Regions from separate parts of the Mus musculus genome. Here regions 1, 2, 3 and 4 are each linked to region 5. A link is a contact called in public HiChIP or PLAC-seq and promoter capture Hi-C data. All regions are on one chromosome and are shown on one strand. Each heading gives the region's core, a stretch centred on a gene start, on an enhancer-like site or on the middle of the called end of the contact. The rest is flanking DNA. Distances are from core to core; before and after follow the strand shown. Region 1 holds the start of Kash5 (KASH domain containing 5). Region 2 holds the start of Fcgrt (Fc receptor, IgG, alpha chain transporter). Region 3 holds the start of Prr12 (proline rich 12). Region 4 holds the start of Pih1d1 (PIH1 domain containing 1). Region 5 holds the start of Hsd17b14 (hydroxysteroid (17-beta) dehydrogenase 14).

Region 1 (3,558 bases), core at 587-3,086, 350 kb after region 5:
AAGCTGGGCATGGTGGCGCATGCCATTAATCCCAGCACTCGGGAGGCAAAGGCAGGCGGATTTCTGAGTTTGAGGTATGATTTTACACATCCATTTTCCGCCATGACAATAAACTGTTTAGAATCATAGACTGTCTCTTTTCATCAAGATCTGCTGTGGGAGCCATGAAGAAGGCCTTCACCTTCAGAGCCACAACCCACTCCCCCATAGAAGGCTTCTCTGCGCTCCCAGTCACAACCTCCTTCCCTTACCAAGATAAGGACAATAATCCCTGTGAGACTAGCTGGAGTTCCCCTTCTCCCCCAACCCCTGCCCCAGGCTCCAGGCTAGATGCTGTCCCCAGACCTCAGGCCCCTGCTCTTCCAGGACTCCCAGCCGTGCCAGGATTTCCAAGAGTCTGAGAACCCCACAACCCTGGCCTTGTCACAGGCCTGGGACCCCAGAAGGAGCTCTGGCTTTCCCACCCTGGGAGCAATGTCACTTCCTTACAGCCCAGCATCCACCCCAGAGGCAGTATGGGATAAGCCCAGTCAAACTCCCTGCTTCTGTGTCCTGAGTGGCCTGCAATGTGGATGCTGGGAATCCATCTCAGGTGTTCTGGAAAAACATCCATTGCTCTTAAACAGTGGTCTATGTTTCCAGCCCCAGGAATGGATGTTGATAATAGGGACAAAGCTAACAGGGTCCAGAATGCACCACAAGTTGTCCTGAAAACACCCGGCAGACCTTTCATCTAGACCAGGCGTCCTAGTTTGCTTTCTACTGCTGCGGTGCGTGAGCACCACGATCAAAAACAACTTGGGGTGAGCACCATGATCAAAAACAACTTGGGGAGTCTATTTCATCTTGTGATAGATCACAGTCCATCACAGAGAAGAGGCAGGGTAGGGGCTCGAAGGAGGAACTGAAGCTTGCTCAGGGTTTTGTTTTGTTTTTTTTCATACAACCCAGAAGCACCTTCCCAGGGGTGGTCTTGCCCACAGTGGGCTGCCATCCACATCACTCATTAACCAAGAAAATATCCCCACAGGCTTGCCTACTGACAGGGTAACTTTTCAGTTGAGGTTTTCAGATGACTCTGGCTTTTGTCAAGGCAACAAAAAACTAAACAGCACACACAGGGTCTGATGGTCAGTAAGGTGAGAAAGACCTTGCACTTTTTGCCTCTACCTCCCGAGTACTGGTACACTACCCTGCCCAATTCACTAGGCCCTAGGGATTGAATGAGGGCACCCTCAGTCAAACACCGTACCCCTGAGCTACATGCCCAGTCCTTATCATTACATGCATGTGTTTTTAAACAGCAAGGGGTAGGAAAGTGAACATGATAGGGTCTGCATGTGGAATTCAGGGGCCCTCCTTGCACCATGTGGGTCCTGGGGATTCTTCTCAGATCGATCACCGGGATGGGTGGCAAGTGTCTTTACTCTTTTTTGGTTTGGTTTTTTTTTTTTTTTTTTTTTGGCTTTTTCGAGACAGGGTTTCTCTGTGTAGCCCTGGCTGACCTGGCACTCACTTTGTAGACCAGGCTGGCCTCGAACTCAGAAATCTGCCTGCCTCTGCCTCCCAAGTGCTGGGATTAAAGGCGTGCACCACCACGCCCGGCTGTTGGACCCTTAATAATAAAAAAGTTCGAATAGTCCACAGGCATGGACTGAGGCAGGGTGATTGCTTCAAGTCCGAAGCCATCCTGGGCTACATAGCTAAGCAGTAAGTAGAAACTATAATAGTTTGGGAAAACAGCTTGGGTACCTATTAATGCGGGGGGCGGGGGGGGGGGAGGGAATGGAGCGGAAGTGAGGCTGGACCAGACTGCGCATCATTGTGACAGTGGCGGGCGAGCCAGACCCAAAAGAAAGAACTTGGTTCAAAGACTGACAAGAAGAAAAGGATGAACAGGGAGTCCTTCGGTTGAACTCTCTCCTGCTTGGCCCTATTTTGTCAAGCAGAAGGAAAGGATTTTTGTACCGCAGAAGAAAGCTGCCGATAATATCGCGCCATCACCGCTAGCCCCACTAGTGCGCATGCACTCGATCCTCAGGTCCAGCCTATCCTCCCGAGAAGCTCTACGCATGCGCCAGCTCAAGGGTCTTCGTAAGGAGAGACCCGGGCGCCATCCACTCGGAGTGCGCTTGCGTGAGTACAAGAGCCTGAGAGGGCGGGACTTGCAGGAGGCCGGCTCATTTGCATTTCTGGCGGGAAAAGGCGCGTGTGAACACGCCTCTTCCGTGACATTCGCAACCGCCGTTCGTCGCTGGTGTCCCTCAACTGAGTCCCGACTCCAGGTACGCCCTGCCTGTGGCGACTTTCATGGCAGGTTCCCCGGTAACATCACCTGCCAGCTCCTTCAAAAACGCCCCAAGTTTTGAGACAAGGTTTCTCTGTGTAGCCCTGGCTGACCTGGAACTCACTCTGTAGACCAGGCTGGCCTCGAACTCCGAAATCCTCCTGCCTCTGCCTCCCGAGCGCTGGGATTAAAGGCGTGCGCCACCGTGACCGGCTTCCTCAGGAAAATTCTAGTGGCAACTTCGGCAATCCTGTCAGACTCTTGAAACTTCCGGTTGCTTTTTGTTGCTTGTTTTCTATTTTTGTTTGAGACAGACCCTCCAAGTGCTGCCCAGGCTGGCCACGACCTCATGATCCTCATTCCCCAGTTTTAGGATTACAGCTCTCCCAGATGTGCCCAACTGCAATCTTCTAGAACTTTTGAAACCTAACACTTAATCTATTTTGTTTTTGTGGGTAGGGTAGGTGTTTTTGTTTTGAGACAGGGTTTCTTTGTGTAGCATTGACTGTCCTGGAACTCTCTCTGTAGACCAGGCTGGCCTGTGTGCTTCTGGTTCCCACGTGCTGGGATTAAAGGTGTGCACCACCACTGCCTGGCTTTTGTTTGGGTGTTTTTGGTTTTTGTTGTTGTTGGGGTTTTTTGTTTGTTTGTTTGTTTTTGAGTATTTTGCCGGCATGTTTGTATGTGTGTCAGGTATGTGCCTGTGGAGACCAGGTGGTTTTGTATCCCTCTGAACTAAAATTGCAGATGAGGAGGAGTTCACATGTGTGTAGTGGGATTCCAACCCATATCTATCTGGAAGAGTAAACTGTTAGTCCTCTTAACGACTAAGCTACCCTCCAGGGACTCTCTAGGGCTTCAGTAAATTGCCCAGACTCTACTCAAAACCTTGGATCCTGCTGCCTCAGCCTCCTGAGTGCTGGTATCACAGGTGTAGCCCACCACGCCAGCCGCTAGGATCTTCTAGATATCCCATCAGAGTCTCCCTCAAAAACCTGTCAGAGACTTTTCCTCTGAAATCTTGGTGGAGATTTGGTGTTCAAGTCCTATCTGATACTTTAGAAATCTGTAGTTGCCCTACAAGTTCCGCCGGGGACTCTGAAATCTAGTGACACCCCAGAAATGCAGCCCTTGAATTCTAGTCCAGGGATCCCCTCCAGACTTCCTCCATGTTTAAAACCCACAAGACACTCACTGGCCACCTGATATCCCTTGTTCCTCAAGATTTTGTCCGAGTTTCCCCTTGAAAGAGTCTCAGAAAGCCTCTTCTT
Region 2 (3,043 bases), core at 472-2,971, 450 kb after region 5:
ATGCTGGCAGCCAAACTCAGGTCTTCTACAAGAGCAGCCAGTGTTTTTTTTTGTTGTTGTTGTTGTTTGGTTTTTCAAGACAGAGTTTCTCTACGTGACCCTGGCTGTCCTGGAACTCTCTCTATAGACCAGGCTGGCCTCGAACTCAGAGATTCACCTGCCTCTGCCTCCTGAGTGCTGGGACTAAAGGTGTGAGCCACCACCAGCACAGACAGTGTCTCTTAATCACCTAGCCATCTCTCTAGCCACAGACGCAGCTTTTTACAGGGGAGGCTAGCATCAGAAGATCAGGACTCAGGTCCTCATTCTTGGCAGGCAAACACTTACTGACTGAGCCCTCTCCCCAGTCCGTAGGAGGCCTGCAAGCCCAGCACTTAAGAGCTGGAGGCTGGGCTTCAGGAGTTCATGGTCGACCTGGGCTGCATGAGTTCCTGTCCTGACACATCTACCCTACCCCTCTGCTGCCTCCACGCTACCACCACCACCACCATTATTACACACGCACACACTTGTACACACACTTGATATAGACCAGAGGGAGAGGGAGGTCAAGGCAGGTAGGAGTGGTTGACTTTCTATTCTCTCTTAAAAAGGTTTTTTTTTTAATTTATTTATTGGTTATATGTAAGTACACTGTAGCTGTCTTCAGACACTCCAGAAGAGGGAATCAGATCTCGTTACGGATGGTTGTGAGCCACCATGTGGTTGCTGGGATTTGAACTCCAGACCTTCAGAAGAGCAGTCGGGTGCTCTTACCCACTGAGCCATCTCACCAGCCCTTAAAAAGGTTTTTTAGATTTATTTATTTTATTCATGCCTGTGTGTATACACGTGCCCCACATCCCTGCCTGGTGTTCAATGAGAAATTGTCAGACCCCCTAGAACTGGAGTTATGGGCAGCTGTGAGCCACCATGTGGGTGCCGGGAACCAAACTCGGATCCTCTGCAAGAGCAGCAGGTGCTCTTAACTGCTGAGCTGTCTCGTCAGCTCCAGACTTTCCAGACTCTTGCTTCTGTCTTTCAAGTGTGTGGGTTCCAGGCCTGCCCCATCACACCGGTTTTGCCCATCTACTTCAGCCTGTTGGTCCATCTGCTGACCACCAGTCGACCACTCACGGCTCTGTCAGTCTCCCTCTCTCGGCTGTTTATATTCCCTGCCGCCCAGGCCGGCCATGAACCCCTGGCCTCCCGGCCTCCATCCTTAGTGCTGGAATTACAGGCATGTGCTGCCGCCCACCCCCTTTCTTCTTTGCTGTCTATCTACCCTGTCAACCTACCTGTCTGTCAGTGTCTCTCTGTGTGTCTGTGTGTTTTTTCTGGCAAGATCTTGGGGTGGGCAGCAGGGTGGGAGACAGGGGCCAAAGGCAAAGGCTCTCATCACAGAGTGTGTAGGCAGGGTTGGGGCCACCTCAAGTGCTGGCACATGGAAGAAATCAGAGCAGGCTTACAGCTGGGAGTGGGCTGCTGCCAAACCTTGTGTGTTAGGCAACCATGCCATGACCAAGCCACACCCACAGCCCACAAATCCTGGGGTGTCTTAAAGTCACATTCAGCGTGCAGGCCTTTCCAGGGCTGCGAGTCTACTCCAAAAATGCTCCAAACGAGTAAACATAGAAGCTGTTTTGGGAGGCAGGCCTAATGACGTTTGCCCCGGGAGGCTTCCAACCAGATACAGCAGGAACTTCAAGAGAGGCTGGACAGAGGCCCAAGGGGTGTGCTTAGGAGCTAGTGGGTGGAGTTGGATGCCCTCAGAGTTCTCCAGTCCTAACTGTGTACAGACAGGATGTAAGAGAAGAACTGGAGGCTCTAAGCAGAGGATCCATCGGCTGCAGGCAGAGGGAAGAGGGCCTCTGTGAGGAACAGGCTGAGCGTCAGAGGAGGAGGCCCAGGCCTGGTTCTCTAGGTATGAGGGACCAGCACCCCAAGAGGAAAGAGGGTTGGGGCCTGGAGCTCCAGGTCTGAGGGAGGAGTGTTATGACCTGAGGGGGAGAGAGGAGGCTGGGGTCTGAGGAAGGAGAGCAGGACCCCGGGCACCTGAGTCTGAGGGATGAAGCCGGAGCCTAGGGTTTTGGGTTTGAGGAAAGATCTTGGAACTGGACTCCTGGATCTGAGGGAGGTGGAACTGGACTCCTGGCTTGGGTTTGAGGGCTCCTGAGGCTGAAATCTGAGCCCCTGGGAATGAGGGAGGAGGAGAAGGCCTGGATCCTCTGGTCTGAGGGAGGAGAAAAAGGAAATAACAGAAGTCTGAGACAAATTTTGGTCTGTCTAGCTCTGTAATTAATTAACTAAAGTGGATCAAATGAGAAGGTGAAAGTTCACAGAGGAACACTCCTGTCTGTCGTCTTGGACTGGGTCTCCATCCCACCATCCAGCGTCCTGGTCTACGAAGAGTCCACAGGGACCTTGTGAAGAATCAACAAGGCGGGGTCCAGAGGAGTCACGTGTCCCTTCCACTCCGGGTCACCCTGTCGGAATGGGGATGCCACTGCCCTGGGCCCTCAGCCTCTTGTTGGTCCTCCTGCCTCAGACCTGGGGCTCAGGTAAGAGGCCACCAGGACCTGGAGTGTGTCAGGAAGGGGACAGGAAGAAGAGCCAAAGAGTGGAAGAGGGACAATAAGTCCACTTTTTCCATGATGTCCTAGCCTTCATGGAAATCTCACTGTGGGTAACTTCTCTGTGCATCTGAGTCAAATACACTTGACAATCTCAGGCTCGTCTCTGTGTCCGTCTGTCCGTCTTGCTTCCTTTCTGGGTGTCTGTCCCCTTCTCTCTGGAGGATCATGGCACTTCAGATCGGGTCCAGTTTTCATTCTGCACCTCTGTGGGGCACGGTGCAGTCCGTGACCCGAGACTCTCCTGTTTGCTCTGCAGAGACCCGCCCCCCACTGATGTATCATCTCACGGCTGTGTCAAACCCATCTACGGGGCTTCCCTCTTTCTGGGCTACAGGCTGGTTGGGTCCTCAGCAGTATCTGACCTACAACAGCCTGCGGCAGGAAGCTGACCCCTGTGGGGCCTGGATGTGGGAAAATCAGGTGTCTTG
Region 3 (3,094 bases), core at 527-3,026, 500 kb after region 5:
CACTTTTCTGGGCCATCTCTCTTACACCTCTGAAGGTCTTGTAGGTTTCTTTCTTTTTTTGTGTGTTTTTGTTTTGTTTTTTTATGAGACAGGGTTTCTCTGTGTAGCCCTGGCTGTCCTGGAACTCACTCTGTAGACCAGGCTGGCCTCGAACTCAGAAATCCCCATGCCTCTGCCTCCCAAATGCTGGGATTAAAGGCGTGTGTGCCAACACCTCCCGACTGTAGGTTTCTTTTTATTCGTTTCTTTTAAAGTTTTCTTTTATGTGCCTGGTGCCGTCAAAGATCAGAAGAGGGTGTCGGCTCCTCCAGGACTGGAGTTACAGATGGTTGTGAGCAGCCATGTGGGTGCTGGAATTGGAACCTGGGTCCTCAGCAAGTTCAGCAAGTGTTTTAACCGCTGACCCCCTTGTCTCCAACTATAATGTAGGTTTTATACTAACCACACTTTTTCTGTTTCCAGGACCGGGCTCATCATCCCCTTGAGTCCTCAGACGCCTCAATCTCCACCCTTGCCCCCAGGCCTTCCCACCTATGAGCAGGCTTTAGCAGCCTCCGGGGTGCACGACGCACCTCCGCCCCCTTACTCCAGGTATGAGGCGGGGCTTCTGCCTGGGTGGTGCCAGAGGGAGGGGGGGGGAGAGGCAACGCGTGGGAGGGGCGTGTCCCCAAGGGCAGGGCTTGGTGCTTAGGAAAACCTACATAGGGCGGAGCTTGCAGGGGAGGGCGGACCCTACGCAATTGTCTATAGGGGCGTGGATCAGCCTTGCAAGAGTGCAGCTTTTGAGGAAGGTGGGGCTTGTGCCTACAGGATTGAGGATTGGCTGAGGCACCAAGGGCGGGTCGGTGTAGGCTCGGTGGAGGGGGCGGCTGGGATGTTTGACTCTGCACTCCCAACCCCCATCCCCGATAGCCTCAGAAGGCCTCACTGAAGACCTGCTTGCAGCGCGGGCTCCCTGAACTGTGCCCCTGATTCATAGCGGATTCCGGAAGTCGCCAGCTTCTTCGACGACTGGGCTTCAGTGTGTCCGTGGGGGAGTCAGGGTCGTCGGACCCGAGGTCTACCATGACACACGTGTTTCCGCCGGGCACGCATACACGCACGTCCCTGACCATCCTGTTGCCGAGTTGGTGCCCCCGGCCCTCCAGTGACCCCCCCCCACACTTCGTCTGAGCAGTGGCCCTGCCTCAGAATGGGCAGACCTTTTAGGAAACTCGGATCAGACGTGACTCGGCTGTCACTCCACTGGTGCCGCGGGGCACGTACGCGCAGGGAACCAGGCCCTTGCACACGCCTGACTTCGTGTATTTCCCCAGTCGGGCACATGGGCGGTTTGTAATCCAGTATAAAGGTGGGGGGCGCATTTGCAATGTGCTGTAAGCGGGGTGTCACGCTTGTGTTGCACCCGGGTAAATGGAGTTGATCTGAGCTGCCCTCTGCTTAAAAACCCTTTGGGAAAGGAAGGGGGGATGGAAGAAATAAAAAATTGAAACAATGAGAAAAAAATAAAAATGCAAAAGAACTGAGCCCCCTTTCTGGGCGCATTTGCGCGCGGTGGAACTGAATCTCTGTGTACAGGCGCTGTGCCCTACACCCCCAGGCTCCGCTGGTGCGCTCGCGCTCACTCGCTTACCCCCCCCCCCCGCCTCCCAGGCTCCGCTAGTGCTCGCTCGCGCTCTCTCTCTCTCTTTTTTTTTTTTTTTTACATTTGCACGGGATTGTGGGAGGAAGCGGAGCGCAGCCAGACACCCCGCCGCCCGCCCCCCTTCCCCTCCCCCCTCCCCCTGCCGCCTTGTGCAAAGATGGCTGCACCGTGAGCGCAGAGGAGGAGGAGGTGGCGGCGGCGGAGGCGAAAGAGCGAGCACCCAGCGCCCGCACCCACTCCGGGGCCGTCCGGGACGCCCCCTCCGGAGCGCGCGTCCCCTTCTCTCTTGCAAGCGCCGGGGCAAAGGCGGAGACAGCGGGGTCCCTCCTCCCCCCTTTCCCTCCTCCAGGGGGAACCCCCCCTCCTTGGCTCAGCGGCTGCACCCCTCCTTTGCCCGCCCCTCCGTCCCTGCCCCCTCCCTCCCCCGCCCGGGGCCTTCCCGGGCCTTCGGTGGCCGCAAAGAAAAAAAAAGAGAAAGGGAGGAAAAAAAGCAGCGGAGGGAGCGGCGGCGGAGGAGAGCGCGCGCGCTCCCCCTCCTTTCCCCCTCCCTCCCCCTCCCCCCAATTTCCACCGCGGCCAATTCATGGACAGGAACTACCCCAGCGCCGGCTTCGGGGACCCGCTCGGCGCCGGGGCGGGATGGAGTTACGAGAGGTCAGCGAAAGCTAGGTAAGGAGCTGAGGGGGACCTAGAGAAATGGGCCAAGAGGTGGGGGGATTCCTGCCTGGCCTGGGCCTGGGGCCCGCTCGGCAACGCGTGCATCGCCAACTCCCCCTCCGATTTTTGCAAGGGAGCGGCCTTCTTTGGGTTTGTAACAACGCCGCCGCCCCAGTTTGCAAATTGCAAACTCCGCCAAAGCCAGCTCCTGCTTGCAAAAGAGAGAAACGAAGCAGGCAAGGCGCAAAAACAAATTCGAACCGGGAAGGCCTTGGGAAGATGGGAAGGGTTGGCGAAGCAAGGCCTGGACTTGCCCCCCATCTTTGGATTCCCGGCGTGCTGACCCCTCCCCCCGGGCGCCCCTGGCTCTGCAACTGCAAAGGTGGGAGGAAAAGAGAATCAGCTCGCAGACCTGGGGGGCTGCACCCCCTCCCAGGTCCTATTGTTCCGGGGCTGCAGGAGGCCGGGCCACTCGGTCCCTCCCCCCTCCAAGAAATTCCCCGCGCAGAGTGGGCAAGGGGCCCCGCCCCCTTCTTAAACTAGAATTCTGTGTGTTTGGGGGGGTCCTGAGATTAGGGACACGCCCCCTTCTGCTCCCCACCTTGCTCAAAGCTGTGAATCCTGGTTGATGGCGCGCTGTTTGCCCTCTGGTGCAAGGCCACGGATTTGGGCCCTTTCTGGAACAGAGTCGTGTCTCTTCCCCGTTTGTGTTTGTGTGTGTGAGCGTGGGCCCTGTGCACGCGTGGCTAGCCGCGTGTTCACCCGTGAACCTGCCTCTTGTAGTTTAATCTG
Region 4 (3,540 bases), core at 1,040-3,539, 400 kb after region 5:
TTTACAAGAACTCCCAAGATCACCCCAACTCCATTTCATTTAGAACCTAGGAAACCTGAGGCAAACAACTACAATCCCCACAGGCCTCACTGCTGCCATGGGGCACTCTGGGAACTGAAGCCACATCTCTGAGTGCCAATTAATAATAGATTCTTAAATACCCAGGTTCCCACCAGTCTAGTCAGCCCGCACCTTCAGCAGCAGCTCCTGAAACCGCACCGTCTCTTCACCCATCGACTCTGTGTCGCTTAGTTCTGGTGCCAAAAACGTCGAGTCCGCCATGGCCCTAGGAAAAAGTCCTAGGCGTCCAAAAACGTGAAGAACGTTTCGCAGATAAGCGAAGCTAGCCTACTGTAGGGTCACAGCTGATTCGTTTGCGTGTGTGTGTGTGTGTGTGTGTGTGTGTGTGTGTGTGTTCGATATAGGGCTTCTCTGTGCAGCCTTTCCTGGCTGCCCTGGAATGCTTTGTAGACCAGGCTGGCCTCGAATCCTGCCTATGCCTCCAAAGTGCTGGGATTAAAGGCATGCACCATTACCTCCCGACCAGGACCAGTGAGTACACCCAGGCCTCCACCCAGAATCCCAAAATTTGTCCTGAGAATGGTCTACAGTTCCATTACGATGAAGGCTCCGTTCTCAAGTCGGCTGGGTATCTTGATAGGTCCTGTTTGGCCAATGCATAAATGAAAGCCACACTTCCGGCGTCTGTATAACTAAGGAACTGAAGTAGCCACCGTTAAGCCCACCTCAGCGCCCTTCATCCAAAGCAGGCACCTACAGGGACCACTTGTATGAAAGAGCTGAAGCCACGCCCTCCTAGCCAACCAATCAAAAGTAAGGACTGAGGAGGCCTGCGAAATGACACACTTCCTGAATCAATAAAACCTACATATCTGCCCTTCCCAAACCTCAGAGGTTACAGTACAGAAAGGATTGCCACTCTGAGAACTTTAGTATCTCCTGCTCTTGTCTATCATGAGTTAGGCTCTGGGTCTGATCCCACTCAACACACACCCAGTCTCAATGCTATTAATCGCCCTTTTTTGAACATAATTAATGTTTTTGCTTATAAAGAAGTTATAGAGGCAGAGGAGGCTGGAGAGATAGTTAAACGGCAGAGTGCTGACTGCTCTTCCAGAAGAGGAGAGTTCGATTCCCAACACCCAGATTGCGACTAACAAAGCCCTGTAACTCCAGTTCTAGGGGGATCTGTCGCCTCCTCTTCTGGCCTCCTGGGGAACTGCATGTACATGATGCACAGACAAGCAGGCAAAATACTCATGCACATAACAATAATCTTTGTTTGCTTCTTTTAAAGAAAGAAAAGCATTTGGGGTGGAGAGAAGGCTCAGCAATTAAGAACACATGTTATTTTTGGAGATGTCTGGGGTTAAGCTCCAAACAGCCACAACTGTCATGAGGCTCTCTCCAGCCCAGCGGCTGCATCGCCCTCTTCTGGGCTCCACAGGCACTGCAGACACATAGTGCAAAGACATACCTCAGGGCTGGGCGTGGTGGCGCACGCCTTTAATCCCAGCACTCCGGAAGCAGAGGCAGGCGGATTTCTGAGTTCGAGGCCAGCCTGGTCTACAAAGTGAGTTCCAGGAGAGCCAGGGCTACACAGAGTACATACAAAGAAAGATAAATATTTTTTTAGCCAAGTGTGCTGGCACACGCCTCTAATACCAGCACTCGGGAGGCGGAGATAGGTGGGTCTGTGAGTTGAAGCCAGCCGGGTCTACATAGTTAGATCCAGGGCCTCCAGAGCTCACAGTGAGACTCTGTCTGAAAAACAAAATAAAACAAAACAACGAAAATCTATTTTTTCTAAAGAGTCAAAGTGACAATAGCCGAAGGCCTTCTGCCAGTGCGGGACCCCACCCACCCACCCAACCATGTCTGTTCTCCCCGAAACTACATTTCCCAGCATCCGCCCATAGGCCGCATCGCGCGGCTCTAAAGTAGGCGGGTCACGTCCTATATAGCTCGCTTCCGGGCCCTACGGTTGGCCCCGCCCCTTTGATTGGAGTGGGCGGTGCCGCCCTTCGGACCTCCAAGTTCCTCTAGGTAGACCGTCCAGCAATCCCTCGCGGAAGGCTCCGGGAGAGCGATGGCGGCTACGCGTGTACAGCCCAGTACCCGGGAGATTTTCACGACGCTGGAGTACGGACCGGTGCCGGAGAGCCACGCATGCGCACTGGTGAGGGCTTGCCCCGCGGCCGCTGCTGCCTCCGAGTCCTCTCGGCCGCTTGGGGCGCGCGGGCTCCCGTCATCCACTGCGGCCTTCTCGGAAGCCCCGCCCCTCTGAGCGCGTGATTTCCCCTACAGTGCGGAAGCCTGGGCTGGGCGGCTGGCGGTGGGCGGCGATGGTTGTCCTCGCGGTTTTCGTTTACGGTCCCGAACGCCGCCGTAGTGTTTCCCCAGGACCCTTCAGGAACGGGTGGTCACTAAATCCCCATACCTCTCGCGGTCCTCCTGAGTCTTCACCTTGCTAGATCGTGGTTCCTTGTGGCCCCCGGCACTTTGGAGGCTCGCGGGAACGTTTAGAACCTCAAGTTCGTTTAGAACCCCAAGTTCGTCCAAAACTTGCTATGACTGCTCCCCTTGTTTCAATATCCTTACGGTGCTCTGTGATCTCCTGCCCCTTCGAACGTCATCTGAGTTCTCTTGACCCTCCTAGCCCATCCTATTCTCATTCTCCCTCTCCCCCTCCCAAGTTTAGTGGATTTCTTTGGGAGATTTTCCTGTTTTCGTACTTCATTTATATTATTCCTTTAGAGCCTCCTGGCCCAAGGCTCCAGAACCCTCTTGCAGCCTCATCGGAATGTGGTAGGGTTCCTGGGATTTTCTTTAAAACCAAGGACCAATCAGAATGCCCAGGGTCCCAGAAATTCTTCCAGCATCCAAGCAGGTATTAGGAGGTTGTAGAGTCTTTAGACTCTTAAGAGGAGTCACCACACTACAAAAGGACTCCAGCTTTGGAGGGACAGCATAAAACACTCTATAAAGTTTAGAGTGTTGATCCCAAAGATACAAGGAGAAAGATCACTGACCCGAAATCATCACGGCCAAAGTAATTTAAGCAAGTAATTAATTAAGCTAGCTTTTTTTTGAGGACACAAGCTGCCTCCCCAATAAGCTTTGGTTCTAGAAGTCAGTCCTGGATGTGAGAAAGACAAGGTTTTTATATATAGTTTGTGGATAGGGGGATTTGGCCACCAAAATAGTTGAGGTTACAGGAGCAGAACATACACATTATAATAACCTTCTGTAGTAAAGACATTATTGCAAGGTGTTCCTAAAATGGTAGCCATAACAACCTTTTGAAACAAAGGTAGGGTTGCAAAACAATTATAATATCTTTTTAAGGGCTGGTGAGATGGCTCAGTAGGTAAGAGCACCCGACTGCTCTTCCAAAGGTCCAGAGTTCAAATCCCAGCAACCACATGGTGGCTCACAACCATCCTATAACGAGATATGATGCCCTCTTCTGGAGTGTCTGAAGACAGCTACAGTGTACTTACATATAATAAATAATAA
Region 5 (3,040 bases), core at 194-2,693:
TCACCGGGGATAAAAACAGTGCCCGAGAGTTCCTGCTCCAGAGCCCGGCCCCCAGCCTCTGCAGGAGAAAGATTTTGGGTCTGAGGAAGGAGAGCTGAGGCTTGGACACCAGAGTCTGAGGGTAGAGGGCTAGGGAAGAGCCCTGGATGGGAGGGAAGAAAGCCAGGACTTGAATTCCTGGGTCCGAGGAAGCAGAGCTGGGTTCAAGGGAGGAGAGCTAGGCGCGGATCCCTTTCGATGGAGGAGGCAAGGGAGAATCGAACACTGAATCACTCACCATCCTTGTCACAGAAAACCACTTGAGCCCCACTGTCCACTGCCAAAAGAAGAGAACAAGGTTACAAGCCCTGCAGACTTTCCTCACCATCTCTGGTGCCCTCTGCTGGCCACCACCCAGAGCACCTGCCACTCCAGCGGCTCTTGTGACTGGCTTCAGTCCTCTTACAAGAGCAGAATCTTGCAACAAATAACCTTTTTCATTAAGCTGCTGTTGGCCCCCATCCTGGATTCTAGAAAAATCCCAAACCGATAGGCAATAATACTCTCAAAGCTATCATTTGCAGCTAGGAACCGATCCAGGGAAGATTTTTTTTTTTATTTTTATATTTTTGAGACAGAGTTGCTCTGTATGGTCCTGGCTGTTCTGAGCTCACTCTGTAGATCAGGCTGGCCTAAAATTCAAGAGATTCGCCTGCCTCTGCCTCCCAAGTGCTGGGATTAAAGGTATATGCCACCACTGCCAGGCCAGTGGAAGAACTTTTTTTTTTTTTTAAGATTTATTTATTTATTATATGTAAGTACACTGTAGCTGTCTTCAGACACTCCAGAAATGCCAGATCTCATTACAGATGGTTGTGAGCCATCATGTGGTTGCCGGGAATTGAACTCAGGACCTTCAGAAGAGCAGTCAGTGCTCTTAACCGCTGAGCCATCTCTCCAGCCCAAGGAAGAGTTTTTAATGACCAACCTATCAGCAAAGACCCAACAATCCAAATGGACTGAGGGACTGGAGAGATGGCTCAGCAGTTAAGAGCACTGGCTGCTATTCCAAAGGACCCAGGTTCATTTCCCAGTGCCCATATGGCAGCTCACAACTGTTTGTAACTCCAGTTCCAAGGGATCTAATACTCTCAGCCAGATTCAACAACAATGCAGAGGAAAATAAAAATAAACAAATCATTTAAGAACAAATAAATCATTACAGAAATGAACCTGAGTCTCCTCCTCCCACTCTGGGAACCTCTGTCAGTCATCCTTTCTCTCCTACAACAATTCAGACAGCAGGCGGGAAGACCCTTACTCACCGAAGGCTCTCACGATCGCAGCCCCGATGCCCCGGCTGCCTCCAGTCACCACCACCACCTTCCCAGAATATCGGGTTACTGCAGCCATCCCCAGCTGTATCCCACGCCCTCTGGACCTCTTCCCACCTCCACAGTCCAGAGAAGCAGTGGGGTGGAACCAGATATACAGGCTGGGTCACTGAAGGCTGACCTTGGGAGGGGGTGTTTCTAGGAAGGCACACCTGGGAGAACTGAGGACTCTCCTTCCTAGCCCTTCTTTTTCAGTCCCAGGGTACCCAAACTGACAGTCCTCCTTCAGACTCAGGGACCCTCACCCCAGCTCTGCCTCCTCAGACTGACTTCAGCCTTGCTCCCTTTGACTTGTTTTTTTTGTTTTGTTTTGGTTTGGTTTGGTTTGGTTTTTCGAGACAGGGTTTCTCTGTATAGCCCTGGCTGTCTTGGAACTCACTTTGTAGACCAGGCTGGCCTGGAACTCAGAAATCCGCCTGCCTTTGCCTCCCAAGGGCTGGGATTAAAGGCGTGCGCCACTACACCCGGCTTTTTTTCTTTTTTTTTTTTTTTTCCTTTGACTTGTAAGACCAGGGCTACTTCTTCTGGCTTGATTCAGGCTCCAGCCTCCTCCCTCAGACCCATATTGTTTGTTTGTTTGTTTGTTTTTCGAGACAGGGTTTCTCTGTATAGCCCTGGCTGTCCTGGAACTCACTCTGTAGATCAGGCTAGCCTCAAACTCAGAAATCCACCTGTCTCTGCCTCCCAAGTGCTGGGATAAAAGGCGTGTGCCACCACTGCAGATTGGGCCCTTACCCTTGTTTGTCAGAACACAATGTCACAACCACAGAGAGAATAAAAGCTATTTATTGACTAATAGTTCAAAGTTTTCATCCAATTTTGGACAGTGTTGGGAAAATCAATCTTTGACCATAGCGGCCCTGGCCCTCCTAGAATACATGCTGGAATGAACCTCTCCCCTGTGGTCCTGAATGGTCCCACACCTCAAAGTTGTGCTTCCAGCTTGTAGGGCTCAGTATAAAGATGGGAGTCAAAAGCTGGACTGCAGCAGAGTGACTCTGAAGGGCCATGCCCCCTCTTCCTGGGTCAGAGCTGGAGGGGCCTTCCCAGGGTCCCACCTGGCCTCCCATGGGGCCAGGCCTCTCCGGCTGCCTTGGCATGAGAACCCTGTGGTAGCAGAAGTAGCCTTGTGAGGAGCTGGGGACGAGGTGACCTGGGGCAGTTCTTCACTGGGAGGCTGTGGGCTTGGCTGGAGACAGTCTCCCCTGGTATCCAAATTTCTGCCTGGAGAGGCTAAAGGGATAAGGAGCAGTGTTAACTTAATCACGTGACATCCACACTTCCAGGCTTCCTCCCTCAGAGCCTGGGCGCCTCACCTGCCATCAGCCTGTGCCACTGGGAAGCCTCTGTAGCTAGAGCCTGGGAGAGGCTGAGCACTCGCTCCCGGTGGCCTCCAGGTACTGGTGAGCAGGTTGCAGAGTGCCTGGGACTACAGAAAATAAGCCACGGGTGTCACACAGGCCACTGGGGCTCGCTGGGAGTTCTTCCTAGCGGGTATCTATCTAGAGGACTTTAAGCTCAGGCTCTCTGCATTTATTACCAGTAGACCAGCAGTGAGGTCACCATTACAGTAGGAACCGCTGGGTCTGATACAGGCCACAGGAGCTCTGCTATTACTGACCAGGCATGAGGGGCTTCCTGGCTATGATAACACCACTGCCTCTGCC

What was found. HiChIP or PLAC-seq counts read pairs in DNA pulled down with a chosen protein or histone mark. Capture Hi-C pulls out chosen DNA fragments and counts their contacts.
Region 1: a promoter capture Hi-C map of liver shows a contact between it and region 5, with 2.0 times the contacts expected there. The contact joins the promoter of Kash5 here to the promoter of Hsd17b14 in region 5. A contact is called at or near these places in 5 of 39 promoter capture datasets (cranial neural crest, frontonasal cranial neural crest, hematopoietic stem and progenitor cells and 2 more), 2 of 484 Hi-C or Micro-C datasets (the G1E-ER4 cell line and embryonic stem cells), 2 of 115 datasets of contacts at active chromatin or transcription factors (effector CD8 T cells and pancreatic cancer cells) and 2 of 9 other capture datasets (adipose tissue and liver).
Region 2: an H3K27ac HiChIP or PLAC-seq map of microglia shows a contact between it and region 5, with 6 times the contacts expected there. The contact joins the promoter of Fcgrt here to the promoter of Hsd17b14 in region 5. A contact is called at or near these places in 5 of 39 promoter capture datasets (the C10 cell line, hematopoietic stem and progenitor cells, hippocampal neurons and 2 more), 1 of 115 datasets of contacts at active chromatin or transcription factors (microglia) and 1 of 9 other capture datasets (liver).
Region 3: a promoter capture Hi-C map of pancreatic islet shows a contact between it and region 5. The contact joins the promoter of Prr12 here to the promoter of Hsd17b14 in region 5. A contact is called at or near these places in 4 of 39 promoter capture datasets (cranial neural crest, liver and pre-B cells), 1 of 484 Hi-C or Micro-C datasets (cortical neurons), 2 of 115 datasets of contacts at active chromatin or transcription factors (astrocytes and pancreatic cancer cells) and 2 of 9 other capture datasets (liver and pancreatic islet).
Region 4: an H3K27ac HiChIP or PLAC-seq map of large pre-B cells shows a contact between it and region 5, with 5 times the contacts expected there. The contact joins the promoter of Pih1d1 here to the promoter of Hsd17b14 in region 5. A contact is called at or near these places in 8 of 39 promoter capture datasets (the C10 cell line, the HPC-7 cell line, cranial neural crest and 5 more), 1 of 15 datasets of contacts at CTCF or cohesin (large pre-B cells), 4 of 484 Hi-C or Micro-C datasets (B cells, cortical neurons, muscle stem cells and 1 more), 2 of 115 datasets of contacts at active chromatin or transcription factors (large pre-B cells and pancreatic cancer cells) and 2 of 9 other capture datasets (adipose tissue and liver).

Annotation. Positions count from the first base shown.
Region 1 is chr7:45,203,170-45,206,727 of GRCm38.p6, reverse strand. Kash5 (KASH domain containing 5) reads left to right here and starts at 1,836. Exons shown (of 20, transcript NM_201374.2): 1 at 1,836-2,136. The coding sequence starts at 2,025.
Region 2 is chr7:45,102,500-45,105,542 of GRCm38.p6, reverse strand. Fcgrt (Fc receptor, IgG, alpha chain transporter) reads left to right here and starts at 1,721. Exons shown (of 7, transcript NM_010189.3): 1 at 1,721-1,903; 2 at 2,270-2,540; 3 at 2,872-3,043. The coding sequence starts at 2,474.
Region 3 is chr7:45,052,016-45,055,109 of GRCm38.p6, reverse strand. It overlaps Prr12 (proline rich 12), which reads left to right and starts at 1,776. Exons shown (of 14, transcript NM_175022.3): 1 at 1,776-2,314. The coding sequence starts at 2,229. It overlaps Prrg2 (proline-rich Gla (G-carboxyglutamic acid) polypeptide 2), which reads left to right. Exons shown (of 7, transcript NM_022999.1): 6 at 463-591; 7 at 913-1,506. The coding sequence ends at 931.
Region 4 is chr7:45,153,052-45,156,591 of GRCm38.p6, reverse strand. Pih1d1 (PIH1 domain containing 1) reads right to left here and starts at 2,289. Exons shown (of 10, transcript NM_029406.4): 1 at 2,052-2,289; 2 at 193-286. The coding sequence starts at 282. Aldh16a1 (aldehyde dehydrogenase 16 family, member A1) reads left to right here and starts at 2,056. Exons shown (of 17, transcript NM_145954.2): 1 at 2,056-2,200. The coding sequence starts at 2,111.
Region 5 is chr7:45,553,331-45,556,370 of GRCm38.p6, reverse strand. It overlaps Hsd17b14 (hydroxysteroid (17-beta) dehydrogenase 14), which reads right to left and starts at 1,443. Exons shown (of 9, transcript NM_025330.3): 1 at 1,305-1,443; 2 at 278-316; 3 at 1-58. The coding sequence starts at 1,392. It overlaps Plekha4 (pleckstrin homology domain containing, family A (phosphoinositide binding specific) member 4), which reads right to left. Exons shown (of 20, transcript NM_001381849.1): 19 at 2,690-2,802; 20 at 2,142-2,606. The coding sequence ends at 2,344.